Regions from separate parts of the Rattus norvegicus genome. Here region 1 is linked to region 2. The links are chromatin contacts, called in public Hi-C maps. All regions are on one chromosome and are shown on one strand. The core of a region is the stretch at or near the end of the contact, and the rest is flanking DNA. Distances in the headings are between cores, read along the strand shown. Region 1 overlaps Lmo7 (LIM domain 7). Region 2 overlaps Lmo7 (LIM domain 7).

Region 1 (4,153 bases), core at 1,360-3,859, 140 kb after region 2:
GCCTCTCTCATCTGGATTTTGTTAAATAAGCATACAAAAATAAAGACAAGGGCACACACTACTGGCAGTGGTGAAGAAAACTAAACCAAACCAAAAAACCCAAACCACCCCACCCACAAAACACGGTATCATTCCTAAAGGTGCGCCTAGTTGACAGCAGTACAGCCATTAGACTCAAGTATCAAAAAGTGCAGGTCGCACTGTGTGCGCTCACCACCTCAGGAGGTAAGGAGGCCTCTTGTGCTTTAGGGATGGAGTAAATTTTGTGTGTCTTTTCCTTATTTAAATAAGCACACTAAATTGTTGTTGTTGTTATTATTATCATTTATTATTATTATTATTATTATTATTATTATTATTACTACTATTAGGGGTTGCCTGGTCTGTTCCTTGCCTGGTGTTGGCTTTGGCACTTGAGCAACCATAGATTTAGAGTTGACATTTTTTTCTTTTAAATAAAAGAGATAGTAATGGTTTGGCTGCCCCCAACCCCAGGTCTCCATCATGTATTCACTGTTTCTTTAATGACTCTGAATGTGTAAAATGTCCATGGGTTAGCACTGTATGTCTTAGCAATGCACTGCACTTTTGAGCCTTCCTGAAGAGGTCCCAGGGCTCAGCAGGAGAGAGCTCTTGGACTGTAATCCCCTTCCCACACAGCTTCGGGAGCTGCCTCCTGCTGTGGTACTAACTTTCAAAGAGGAATCTTTCAGAAGACAGTTCCGGACATGAAAATGCTTATCACTCTCCATATATATCATATATTTGCTGGTGCCCTACACTTTAAAGTAGCCACATGGTCAAATCCAGCTTTAGTGGATGGCACTGGACAGGAGAGCAGTGCATGGTTCTGTGGGCACAACTGACTCATCCCATGATGAGGCAAGACCAGGATTCAGGATCTTCTATGTTAGGTGTTGCAAACGTTACAGTGTTGTAATAAATAAAAACCATATTGTTTCCATTTTTGAGGACTGTTACATAGTACATAGTATATACGCCTGTATTAATGTACATATGCAAATTTGTACGTATGAGTTATTATTTCCTTCCATATCTGAGAAAAATCTGTAAGGACACACAATTCAGGGTTGCTGCTTTGCAGGATTAGGGCGGATATGGAAAGAAAGTAAGGGAATAAGGACCCTTTGCCCACTCTCAGAAGACCCTTCTGTGCTTCTTGACCCACTCCCTGTGGAGAGTTATATTGTAACGCTGCATTGCATACAATGTTAAGCTAAAAAAAACCCCTCTATTGTTTAAGCTTCTGGCAGGAAGAAAGACTTAAACACACTAACAAAATCAACAGTTAGAGAGGCATGCACAATCCAGAGCTAGCTTTTGTAGAAGAGCTAATCCTGTATTCAGGGTATCTTCTATTTCCTGCTATGTGGACACTGAACAGTTGCTGACACATAGGACTTGGGGTGGCAAAAGGGAGTGTCTGGGAGGCAGGCCTGGGTTGCAGAGGGTTCAGGGGACTTTGGTTTGAAGCCAGGGCCTCAACCACGAACTCCTGATCTGGTCAGGGTAACTTGTGTGAGATTAAAACCACCCTTGTACTGTTGTGTGAAAATTAAGTGAAATACGTCTGTGAAAATACTTCAATACTTATGTGCTTAAAATGTATTTTCTGGTTGAATTTTAAAAGACTGAGGTTTCTATGTCTAACCTGTTGTTTAGGGATGACTGACTGCTAGTATTAACTTTTCTTTAAGAAGTCGTTTTCTTCCCACTTGATACTTGGTCTTTTGTCTAAGAACCACTCCAGATAAGGTTATTGAATATGAAATGCTACAGTACCTCTAGTGTAGAATGATTTTATTGTTAAAGATATATGTAACTGGAACTAGATTAGTTGCAGCCCAGAAAATACATAAAGGGGGCCTTACATTGACCACCATGGTGCGTCTGTTAGGTGACCTCAATCTGAGTGACTCATGTTACTCCTGTGACCACCTCCTGTGTTTCAGAGGGGAGTCTCTGGACAATCTGGATTCCCAGCGGCCAGGATCTTGGAGGCAGTCCTCCTGGCACAGCCAGCCTGCAGGAGTCTACGCATCTTCCTCTGTTCAAGACTTTAGTCGCCTGCCACCACAGCTGTTGTCCACGTCAAACCGTGCCTACATGCGGAACCCATCCTCTGCGGTACCGCCTCTAGCTGGCTCAGTGAAGACCTCCCCGGGGTCTCCCTCTCCACGTAGCCATTCTCCTTCGATGTCACAGTCAGGCTCTCAGCTACGTAACAGGTAAGGCCTCTTGTGCAGTCCCCTTGTCTTAGTTTTATGGATGTTCCTTCATTGAAACATCCCCCAAATGACCCAGTAAAGAAGAAAACCAAGTCCTCTTGAGTGCATGGAATTTGGTGTTTCTGTATCAAAGCCATTGAGAAGGCTTTCTCCTGCCTCTGTCTGCTGCCTGCCCAGTGTTTACAGATGTCTGGTAAAGGTACTGAAGACCGTCAACATGTTTGCATGTTGGAGGCTCTCTGTTGCCTGTGCTTTTTGGTCAGTGTCTCAGATGGTAGATTTGTCTGGATATATCACCATGTGGCATCGCCAAATGATACAGTGGCTCGAGAATGCTTGTCATATTTATGAGCGAGAGCAGTATTATGAAGTGTTGGACTTTTAATGGCACTGGAATAGAAATTCATTGGAATGGAATGTGAAAGAAAGTCATGATAAAATGGCGGCATAGCAAACTGATTTTTTTTTTTTTTTTAAAGAAACATCCTGTAGGTTTGATCTTGTGTTTGGAGTCTTGGATTGCTTTGTCTGTTACCTGATCTGCTAGCATTCTGCTCAGGCCGCATCACTTGGCTCCTGTAGTTCATGTGTTATATTGGGAGGTGGGAAAGTTAGGTAGCATCTTGAATGGCTACTTGCCTCTGGGCTATGGGGGGTGGGGCTGATGTTTGTGTGGGTTGTGTTTTCAGATGTGCACAGTCCTCTGTTGTGATCCTAAAGGAGTTCTAGTTTCCATCACAATTAGAGGTAGAAATCCATTTCTATTTGGATACTTTTTAAGCTGTGAAGTATTAGACTGAGATAAGAAAATACTTTCTATCAGTCCAAAATAATGTTACAGTTACCAAGATCCACAAAATATGTTAGGGTGTTGAATTAAAGGAGAAGGGGTGAGGAGGACTTACAGTCAGTTTCTTGGGGTTGATGGAATTTGCAGAAGTCACTCACTCTCCCACTGGGGCCCCATGTGTGAGAATAGGACAGGGGAGGGCTAGGGACAAGTCTTGGGATTTTCTGTGCAGGGAAGGTCTGTGTCCAGCAGGTGGCTCTCTTCTCCTCCAACGCTCAATAGCCACACCCCCCACTCCTTAGTGGGACTGTAGTACTGTGCTCCTTCTGGAGGGGTGGGACAGTAAGGATGAGGATGAAGGGTTGTCCCTTTAGCCCTAGGAAACCCCCATCCCGGGCTCATCTGCAGCTCTTAGGCAATGTGACGTCATTCTCAACAGAGGTGGAGTCAAGAAGGTGTTTAGATTTCTAACCAGAAAAATGAGTAAGAAGGGGTAAAAAGTAATTTAGAGACGGCAAACTACAGAGAATCAGATGGCCCCAAGGGTGGAATGCCCAAGTGGAATTTTGTGTATTGGCCAACTGAATTAGCAAAAGGATGTAAAAGATCAGAGATTCTGGTGAGTCCATTCGTAATCAAAGGGGAATGCCATCAAAGTCGCAAATGGACGAATCGCATCCCTAGGGCCTCCATCGAGACAGTGCAAGATGTAATGAAGTCATGCTTTAGTTGGCTGCTGAAGGTTTCTCTCCCACAGATATACAGATCCTTTCTTAAGTTATATCTTCGTTGCTAACAATGCTGAGTGTGACTTTAAATGCCAACCTTGCACAGCACAGGTGAAAGCCTCCGTTCCGTTCTTGTTCCATGTCTAGGTCAGTGAGTGGGAAACGTGTGTGCTCCTACTGTAATAGCATTCTGGGCAAAGGAGCCGCCATGATCATCGAGACCCTGGGTCTTTGTTATCATTTACATTGTTTTAAGGTGAGCCTGAGTCAGAGAGCTTGCCAGCCCGGCGGGCCCACCCACCATGCCACGCCCCGTCACGCCACGCTTTGCTTGGAGAACGCATGGCTTCTGTGAGCCCCCGGGGTTGCGGATGCGCCACTAACAA
Region 2 (4,151 bases), core at 1,043-3,542:
AGTGAGTGTGGTTATAATGATGGAGTCAGGTGGGTGCTTAACTAATTATCTTTTTTCTTTTTTTTCTTTTTCTTTCTTTTTTTCTTTCTTTCTTTTTTTTTTTTTTTTTTTTTTTTGTATTGGAACTAATACAGGACCCCACAGCATTACCTTAGGGTCCAACAGCGTAATATTCACATTCATTATATAAACTATCATGATTTTCACCTCTTACAGGTTTTGACTCAACAGCTTTTCAGACTCGCTGTATTGTACAGGCGAGTAAATAAAGAAGGACACTCTTAGGCTTTGTGTAGCCCTGACGTTTGTGCTATTTTTAGGCTATCTCTGGACTCTAGGCTTTCATCATGAAGCTATTAGGAAATTCATCAAACTTTCATATCACCTGCACGGGGCTCCATTGTCTGTGGCTGCCATCTGCTCCTCTTGGGGCTGGGTGATGATTATTTCATGGTGCTCCTACAACCCTCCTGTCTTCGCTGCCCTCCCGCCTCTCCAGCTTTTAAGTCCTTTTCTCTGTTCTCGGTTCCCGTGTAGGAGAATTATCGCTGTTTCCTGAGAGGGAGGGAAACCTTAGTGAACATTGCCTTTGCTCCCTCTCAGACCATGGCCGGATTTTTTTTTTTCCCCTGTCTCCGTCTCTCTCTGTCTTTGTCTCTCTTTTCTTAAATGGTTTTGCCTGTGCCAAATTTAAATCTTCAGAACTTAAGATTTAAAAATGAATCATAACTACTCGTTGTGCGTCCTGTTGGGTGCAGGAAGATCACCAGACATCTTTGGGCGACATTCCCGACTTCAGTAACCTTTTGGTCTGGGATAGAAAAGAATGGTCTTAAGAAACGGTGAATTAAAGCTAAATGGTATTATAATTACCCAGCGGGTGGTTTAGTAACTTGGTGTCCCATAGATGTTGGGAGGAAAGGATCGCAGTGTTTGGGGAGGCCTTGGAGAGATGCCATTTAAATTTTGGAAACGGAGGAGGGAAAGAAAGAACTAGGTTTGGGTGGAATCGAGTTTTTCATATATGGGGGCTGAGAGGTGAGGAGCCTGAGTGTATTGGTTGATGTGACTTTCGGAAAGCCAAAGCAAGATGGCTATTTTTAAGGAGTGCAAAGTCGATTTTGAAATGTATCCAAGAGTCAGAAATGAAGGGTGAGCCATCCATCCATCCGTCAGAGGAGACTGGATTCATATCTGTGCTGGAAGCCGACTAGAACCTGTGTGGTTGGGGTATGTGGATCTGGAGCGATGAGGAAGGACAAAGACTCTGAGATTTGAGTTTGGGCAGTGCAGAAAACGTAAATCCCAGGATTTCCACAGAAAGTGAGGTGTGCTTGGCTCTCAGAGGGCTGTTCCCCCAGTTGTATTGGAGGTGAGGAGTGGGGCAAGATTCTTCTAGATGACGTACTCCTCTGGGAGAGTAAAGTTGAGGCAGGATGGCCTCCAAGGACCGGCCAGAGCTACATGTCTAAAACAATTTGCTGCTTGCAGTTTGCCACCGTGAGAAAACATTTGTAAGGCGGGCGAGCCCCAGAGTTTGAAGCAAGGAAGTGGTTCACAGCCCAGGTGAAGCAAATCTTCCTTTGGAGCCTTCACGATTAACCCATGCGCTCCCGCTTCCTAAACAGTCCAATCCTGCCACAGGCTCTGCTCAGTTTGGATACTTAGTCATGCAAGGACCTATACTGCCTGCCACGTGGTAACCCTGGGCCAGGGAAGCAGATCTCTGTGTTAGCCATGCTCCTGAGCCCCAGCTCACAAGCTGGGGGAGGGAAATCGTTAAGAGGACTGAGGAGATTCTCAGAAGTCTTAAGAATGAGTACGAGTTTGACATCTGAACACTTTTTATGTCAGGATTTCTTTCTGTAAAAATGCATATACATTTCTAGTATTGAGGATGGAAGCCAGGCTTTCAACTATGCTAGGACAGTGTTGTAGCACTGAACTACGTGTCCAGTTACTCTTAATATTACTTCAACTATACTAAGTTGTTCCACGGAGGATCCCGAATCTACAGGTAAACTGATTCTATAATATACAAACGTTTACATACAAAGCGTCAAAAATCTATCCGAGTGGTCCAACAATGGTTCTGTGGGAACACAATGAAGGCTACACTTTTGTGGCATTATAAAAATATTTCCCACTTTCACCCAATACCACCTTAGATTGCGTTTTAAACCTCAACATGAGCTGTTTTGTTGAAATACTTTTTAATAATGTGCCTGGATCTGGTCATTAACATTTTAGACTCCTGCAGTACTGAGAATGTGCCAGACAGTGGCAGCAGAGAGCAGAGACGGATTTCAGGCTTAGTTTCGTTTGCCTCCATAGAGGTGACGGTTGGTGCAAATTTGTTCTCTCATAAGGAAGCCCGAGGTACCTGTTCAAAATCAAACACATACCGGCGGGATCCGGCCTTCATGGCAGGTCCTAAGTCCTTCTCATCCAAACAGTTCTTCTCAGAGTCAGGTCTCAGTGACACCCTGAGTCAGAGAATTTCTGGGCCAGCCCAAGTTGTTTGAATCAGAATTTTCCAGAGAAAGGCCTAGGGATTAGGTTATGTTTCACTAGCTCCATAGGCAGCTAATCTTAGACTCAGTTAGAGTTATTCTATGGAATGAATATCGTGTCTATGAGGTGGTGTTCACAAACCAGGCAAGGAGGCAAAAGGGCAGCGAGAACATTCCCCCCCCACCCCCCCATGGCTCAGGGTCAGTCACTCTTGGTTGTGAGGTAATGCTGTCCAGATACTGTTCTCTGTTTTCAAAGGGAAGCCATTACTGCACCAACATTGCTAAGGGAGGTCCTTGGGTTGCCCCAAGAAGGATTCCTAAGGTCATCAGTATTTGGGGGAGGAAACCCAATTAGTTAATTTCTATGGGTCTATAATGTATGTGGTATGTTATATGTCTTAAGCTCCAAAATGGTATTTAAGAATTATTCTCTAAGTTTTAAACAAATCACTCCAGTAAGTACAAATGAAACTAGTTCTTGGTCGAGCATATTTTAGATGAGTAAGTTAAACTTTTGAGGTAAACCGCAAATGTGATTGAGACCTCCGAAGGCTCGGAAAGAGTCTAAGGAGAAGAACTCACCATGTAAGTTGCCTGAGGAAGGGATTTCTTAACAGTTCTGTTGTTGGAAGCGTGGCTCACTGCAGAAGACAGCTAATGGGCGTCTGTACACCCAAGTGCTGGGGCCCTATTTGTTAATGCTCTTAGGTGTGTTTTAGGTTTCATGTGTTGAAAACACATGAAGTAAGTAAGGAAAAAAGATAATAAATGGGCCGAGGAGATCTTAATTCTGTGGAATTGTCACTCACAATGCCAAGGACACACAGTGACCTTTTTTGTCTGGCGTCTTTCCTTCTACCTGTTTCCAAGAGTCATCTGAGTGATGTTTCGCTATATGGTTTTCATTGTAGTCAGTTTATTCATTCACTGGTTGATAAACTTTTGGGTTACACCCACTTCTTATGCTTGCCATGAGCGATGCTCCGTAAATATAAATGTTTGTGCCAGAGAGTTCATGCAGAGAAAAGGTTTTCATTTTCTCTGAGTTCAAAGTGGGCACAGAATTGTAACCTTGTCTTTGCCTCCTGGGAATTCATTCATTGCTGAGTTGGTTGTTGGAAGCTTGACAAGCAGATTTCTGAGGAACTGCATCGCTGTCGATTAGCACCACAGACAGACTTAGGAGTAGACCTCCGAGGAGAATCGTGAGCAGACATGCTTATGTCACAGACATACGAACTCTGTCTCTCAATGCCAAGCTTACACCGAAGTCACCGAAGGGTAGAACCTCAATTCGAAGTCCATGTAGGACTCTTCAACCTGTAACTGTGATGTAGACACACCATTTCTGAAAAGGAATGTTTCCCACAGTGATGACTCTCACGGGAATTCACGGGGAGGTGAGGCACGTCCTTGTTGAGACTTGTCCTTGTGTGTGAGACATTTCTGCACAAAACAGCAGCATCTTTTGACTCCCAAAAGCCCGTGATTATATTAAGCATTATAACTATACTTAAAATATTCTGATAATGGATCTTCACATCCACTTACGACGTGTAGACCTGCTACTTAAAAACTCGTTGATCTGGGAAAAATAACTCCTGCACTAGTCAGGGCTTTGGGGAGACTTTTTCT

What was found. Hi-C and Micro-C count contacts between places; a contact is called where the count stands out from the background.
Region 1: a contact with region 2 is called in a Hi-C map of the A7r5 cell line, with 4 times the contacts expected there. The contact joins two enhancer-like sites. A contact is called at or near these places in 2 of 12 Hi-C or Micro-C datasets (the A7r5 cell line and hepatocytes).

What each region holds. Positions count from the first base shown.
Region 1 is chr15:85,177,017-85,181,169 of GRCr8, forward strand. Lmo7 (LIM domain 7) reads left to right here. Exons shown (of 31, transcript NM_001001515.2): 28 at 1,974-2,249; 29 at 3,915-4,023. Among named protein-coding and RNA genes, the nearest start is that of Lmo7, 200 kb to the left of the region's middle. Within about 2 kb of position 2,610, at least 2 of the 93 cell types and tissues checked have an H3K27ac peak or open chromatin away from gene starts, as enhancers often do. A contact at or near this core is called in the A7r5 cell line, where this site is marked.
Region 2 is chr15:85,034,864-85,039,014 of GRCr8, forward strand. The region is part of intron 1 of Lmo7 (LIM domain 7); the gene reads left to right. Among named protein-coding and RNA genes, the nearest start is that of Lmo7, 55 kb to the left of the region's middle. Within about 2 kb of position 2,293, at least 15 of the 93 cell types and tissues checked have an H3K27ac peak or open chromatin away from gene starts, as enhancers often do. A contact at or near this core is called in the A7r5 cell line, where this site is marked.